2 separate regions of the Gasterosteus aculeatus genome follow, and region 2 is linked to region 1. A link is a contact called in public Hi-C data. All regions are on one chromosome and are shown on one strand. Each heading gives the region's core, a stretch centred on a gene start, on an enhancer-like site or on the middle of the called end of the contact. The rest is flanking DNA. Distances are from core to core; before and after follow the strand shown. Region 1 holds the start of prdm9 (PR domain containing 9). Region 2 has its middle 30 kb from the start of pmp22b.

Region 1 (2,878 bases), core at 153-2,652:
CAGGACACGAGGGGAAGAAAGGAGTACAAAAACATACTGAAGACGCTGTATGCTTCTACACTTAAAATGCATTTTTAAGATATCATCAACAACTTTATTTCAAGAAAAGAATGTCTGTTCACAAGCAAATGAACACATTTACAAATAGAAAATCCTACATTTTGTGAATTTGGAAGACAATTGAGAGAAAGGATGGACGTTTTGTGAAAATTGTGGGGTTTTTTGCAAGGTGGGAATCTTTGATTTGATCAGCGTATCTGCCCCCAGAGGGTCCCGCTTCTTTGGGGGGGGGGGGTTGAATGTCATAAGGCACTCATCGGCGTCAGAGTTTGGTTCACAAAAAGTCAGCAGCCTCGATTCCCTTCCGGAGAGGAGGGCAAAGAAATGACCCAATCGCACATGGCATGCTGTTTGCTAAAAAAGGTTACATGTGAAAATATTGTTCTCCACGTCCTCTTGTCACACTAAGCCACTGTTTTCTCCATGTCCCAAAGTTTGACGAGGCCTCGGTCACAGCTGCTGTACAATGTTGACCCATCCACGGAGACTGAACATTAATGGGGGGCTTGAAATGGAAATCCTGCCTTGCCCACAGTGGTAGTGTGAAGGATTAAGTTCAGCTCCCTTATACGCACGCGCATACAAAAGTTTGCGTTACAGTTTTAAAGCATTGAAACATGTAGATAATTCTACTAATTATAAAAAGTGGATAAATGTAACAGACCTCTTGGATAAAAAGCAACATCAATGCGAATCTGTACTGTTAATAAAAAATACATTAATACGTTCAAATAAACCTTATCTATATAATCACAAAATATGGCTCACTGAAAGATAGCATACAATTACCCAAAATAAATTAAAACAGAATAATATGGAAAAGTGTGATTGAACAAACAGTTTAATTTAATTACTTCATAGATGAGCATTTCACCTCTGAATTGTTAGTGAAAGCTTCCCGATAGACTTTGCAATAATATGTTACACACCAAAAATATTTCAAATGTAGAATAAGAAAAAGTTTATTGAAACTATACAAGATCAATAAAAGACTAATTTGAAAAAGTTGTAGGAATAATAGCAGCAAGCCTGTATATCTTAAATATATGTAATATATGTATATATTATAACAAAGTCTAGGGTATAGTATCACAATACAATAATTAGATTGAAATTAAATACGGTAAAGTAGAATATGTTCTAATAATAAAGTGAATACGTATGTAAGTCGTCATAAATAATACCGCAATGTATATTTTGGTAACATACCCAGCAAAAGTGTGTAGAAGATACGTGCATTTTTGGAAGCAAAAGTGGTGCGCCGCCCGGGAATCGAACCCGGGTCGCAAGAATGGGAATCTTGCATGATACCACTACACCAGCGGCGCCCATGGAATGTGTGGAGACCGCAGTCTCTAAATAGTCTAATGCCAGCATTCGCACTGTCAGCTAATTGCAACGGGGATGACAATTCTTACATTTTGCAGTTTGGAGAAACACTTAAATCGCATGCTACAGAAGATACAAGTCAACGGAGTAATTTCACTAAGCTATGCTACTTTATTTGGAAAAAGAACGGAAGTACACATTTACTCTGAAAGTATAATTAATTTGCTTCCGGGTTAACTGCGTCGTTCTAGGATAGTTTAGTATTTGGTGTCTAACGTTAGTTGGATACCATCGGTTAGTTAACAGCTAAAACCGTTTTCAATGGCAGTTAGTTAGCAAATCAGTCGCAGGTATATAGACGATGGCATTCGAGCTAGTAGAAAAATAGAGTTTAAAGTAGTTATACATTTGGAAGGATGCTAGTCTGATAGCCACATAGCAGCTACTGTCACTTGGCTAGCCATGCTACTATTCCTGTATTCGTTATAATTTGACACCACTCATCCCAGATAACCCTAACTGGACGCGTGTCCTCCCAATATGTGTGAATTATAAAGCTAGCCAGCTCAATCAGCCGCCGCCGCCTGCTAGTAATGCTAGCCTCCTACGCTAGGCTAGCATGCTAACGTGAGCCTGCTAAGCTACTTGTGGCTGCTAGCGTTTAGTATGAATCCGTGTGAGCCTCTGTCTTCCAGAGTCACAGTTCCCATCAACTCGCCGCAGAATCTGCACTCATGTCGGACAGGAGCATCGACGTGGAGTGGGTGGAGGTGGTTATAACCGAGGAGTGCCTGACCCCGGAACACAACACCCCTCCAGGTTGGTTGACAACTAAACTCGTGACGTGACTTGGTTTTTATTATATGTGTGCTTAATTATTGCCTGTTGTTCGTCTTCTATTTCCGTAGTGGTGCCGGTTTTGGAGCCGGCAGAAACTCCAATCCAGAAGTTACTGGACACTGTGGGACACGGAGATAACCCAGAGTCTGATGGTGGCTTTTGTAAGAAAGAGACACTCCTCCTCTGCTTAAATCTGCACCCCCCCCCCCCCTTTTAAGTTTCCTTAAATCCAAATGGCCGTGTCCTTTTGCCCTTCCAGATTGCGAGGAGTGTCTCACTCTCTTCCAGGACCAGAGTGATTCCGCTAACGTCAACGGCCCGTCGTTCATTCTGGACTTTCCAACAAGCCCGGGTCTCCCACAGAGGGCCCTCCTCACGCTCCCCTACGGCCTGATGGTAGGCAGATCGAGTATTCCCAACGCCGGCGTCGGGGTCATTAATCACGGGCAGACAGTGTCCCCAGGAATGCATTTCGGACCGTACGAGGGGGAGGAGAGCACGAGAGAAAACGCCGCCGCAAGCGAATTCTCCTGGGAGGTGAGGTTGAGTTTCTTTGGCCTCTCTTAATGGATCTCAATGTGGTTACTCATCATTAAATCTGCTTATTTCGTCTTGAATACAGATTTACAAAGACAAAGATGAATACGAG
Region 2 (2,878 bases), core at 197-2,696, 230 kb before region 1:
CAAGGAGACACAAAACGGGACGCTTCCTAGTATGGCAGCCGAGAAAAAAATGGGACATGGACAGAAAAGAAGGAACAAGACAGAGCCTTCCTTAATGGTGTCTTTGTTTATTCCGCCCCCACTTTAAAACAACACCACCCTCCATGCGGAAAGAGACGTTTCCATGGGATGAAAGCCACGGCTCGTTCTGCCACCATTCCCCTTAAAAGGCTTTAATCTGTGATACACTTATTTGATGAAGGCTGGGTGCATCGGTTATTTTAACAAATCAGATTGATCAGATCTGCAGACTACGTCAGAGCGCGGCGGGATTAGAGCGGCTGTCTGCTCAGCTGGGCGGATGAACCGGGCTTGATAATAGCTCCGCTAATTGACTCCAGACTACACCGGAAGAGTTGAGAGCGGACTGCTGACTAATCGCAGAACAAATCCCCCCCCCCCCTTTATCATCCTCCTCCTCCTCCTCCTCCTCCTCCTCCTCCTCCTCCTCCTCCTCCTCCTCCTCCTCCTCCTCCTCCTCCTCCTCCTCCTCCTCCTCCTCCTCCTCCTCCTCCTCCTCCTCCTCCTCCTCCTCCTCCTCCTCCTCCTCCTCCTCCTCCTCCTCCTCCTCCTCCTCCTCCTCCTCCTCCTCCTCCTCCTCCTCCTCCTCCTCCTCCTCCTCCTCCTCCTCCTCCTCCTCCTCCTCCTCCTCCTCCTCCTCCTCCTCCATCACACCAACCCCAGTCCTGCTCCCTCCTGCATCCTCAACCGCTCGCACCACTTACACGTAATGATGCATTTTGCTCTTCTCCGTTCCTCCCCAGGAGCAACGACGAGACCTTTAGCGAGCGTCGTCTGGTCTGCTCGGCGGTCGCTGGGCACCTTTCAGGTCCTCTGACGGCGTCGATGGTGAGCCTCTCAGCGGGGGCCGGGCCCAGGGGGTGAGGGAAGTAACCACTGGGGGTGTTGATGTAAAGAACACGGCCTGTGAGAGAGAAGAGAGAAAACCTCAGCAGGACAATGACAGAGAGCGCGGCCCGCAGAATCCGCAGAAGGACTGCTGAGGGATCCCGCGAGCACGAGTCACGTGGTCCCGTTAGAAGCCGCCACGTTGCCGGCGCCGCTCTGCTCTCCAGCTAAAGACTTCGCACAGGCCCACTATGAACGATACTTTGGAAACTCGATTAGTTATCCAGTCCGAGGAAGTCGGGGTGATTGTTATAATAATCGACGCGGATGCTTGCCCACATCCTCCTTTGCTTTCTTGCATTACGCCTCAATCGGCGCTTTGATCATTTTCTCAATTCATCATCTTTACCTCCGTAGTTTTTATCATCCTTCTTTCCATCCTTTTCCCTACATGTGATGTGTGTGTGTGGTTCTGTGTGTGTGTGTGTGTGTGTGTGTGTGTGTGTGTGTGCGCAGGCTAAATAGCTGGAAAACATTCAGACATTAATCAGCCTGTTGCCAGACAGCGCTGACATCACAGGCCAAGTTAGATAAACACACTCCCACTCAGCCCACTCGTGTGCACGCACACACACACACACACACCGTTTTATTCATACATGCTTCTTGTAAAGGTGTGTTCTGAATAAATCAGAAGGGTAAATGCAACCTTCTAACTATATACAGCATTGGATAGACGTGACCAGTTCACCAACATATGCTTTTACAGAGCATGGCGAGCCGGTTTTAAGCCAATTGTTTCTATAAACTGTATGTTTAACAGACAGATGAGAGTGGAATCAATCTTAGTAAGTACAACGATAACTCCAAAGCTATTCCTTTAAAGTTCATGATTTAATCCTTGATTCACTTTGAAATGCTGGACTTTGGACAAAGATGACGACAATTATTTATACCCACCATGCGATCCAACTGGATCACGGTCCTGTAAGGAAAAGTTAGATCATCTACATTGAACCTTACTCCAAGAACCTTTCATCGTCGCATTCGGAATTTTGGATCAAAAACGTATTTTTGATCGACAAGCTATTTCATTCCATGTCCCCTGCACCGAAAAAACTACTTTAATACGCAGGCTTGCATTTCTCAAAAATGTCTTCGCTTTAAAAACTCACTTTCACATGCTCAAGAGACACACACACAGATGTTAACACAGAGGGTGTCAGAAGGTTGATGTGGTAAAGGCTGTGTTCAACAAAAGAAATTTCGGTTGCACCCCCCCTCGCCACAAACGAGGGGATTATTTCATAGCAGTAACGGGACGGACAGAGAGCAGACATGAAACTCGCCTCTGCACCTCCCAATCCTGAGAAGACCCCCCCCCCCCCCCCCATTGAGACCAGGGTCCCGGCCCCAGTGACACAGAGAGCTACAGAGCTACAAAGGATCTGCTACATCCGCCCACAATGCTCAACACGCACGCCGGCACAAAAAAACAAACATAAGCACCTGGGTGTGTTTTCTATGACGTCCCAACACAGTTTTATTGATGAAATCAGAGCAGGTTTCCAGATAGAGGTCATTTTGTGGGAGGTCATCTCTTGCCATTCACAATGCACGAACCAATTTTTTTGCTATTTTCAAGCTGCTATTTCTTCTCTTTGTCCAATTACCCACGCCATCGATTTCCACAAATACATCCAATCGTTATGAGCGTCAAGTCATTACCTCATGAAGAATGGGAGATCCCATTCAGAGCATCCCTTTATTCTACTGTGTGCATACGGTATGAGCATGTGACAAAGAGTCAAGCTTTGGGGGGGGGGGCGACGTCTTAGAGGCGGCCCTAAGGAGCTGACAATGAGTTCAATGAATGCAAACTGTAGCGTGTGTCATTCAGAGGCATCTTAAATGAAGGTGACATTTAGACGGGTGTGATACTCCAACACTGCACCAGATTTAAGAACGATGCCCCGCGGGCGGAATCCAC

What was found. A called contact is a pair of places that touch in the nucleus more often than the background predicts.
Region 2: a Hi-C map of skeletal muscle shows a contact between it and region 1, with 9 times the contacts expected there. The contact joins the enhancer-like site here to the promoter of prdm9 in region 1. A contact is called at or near these places in 5 of 6 Hi-C or Micro-C datasets (liver, skeletal muscle, tail fin and 1 more).

Annotation. Positions count from the first base shown.
Region 1 is chr5:9,226,534-9,229,411 of fGasAcu3.hap1.1, reverse strand. It overlaps prdm9 (PR domain containing 9), which reads left to right and starts at 1,402. Exons shown (of 6, transcript XM_040177491.2): 1 at 1,402-2,208; 2 at 2,298-2,390; 3 at 2,489-2,766; 4 at 2,852-2,878. The coding sequence starts at 2,124. It overlaps trnag-ccc (transfer RNA glycine (anticodon CCC)), which reads right to left and starts at 1,388; the gene lies at 1,318-1,388.
Region 2 is chr5:9,455,364-9,458,241 of fGasAcu3.hap1.1, reverse strand. No RefSeq gene overlaps it. Among protein-coding and RNA genes, the nearest start is that of pmp22b, 30 kb to the left of the region's middle. Within about 2 kb of position 1,446, at least 2 of the 9 cell types and tissues checked have open chromatin away from gene starts, as enhancers often do. A contact at or near this core is called in liver, where this site is marked.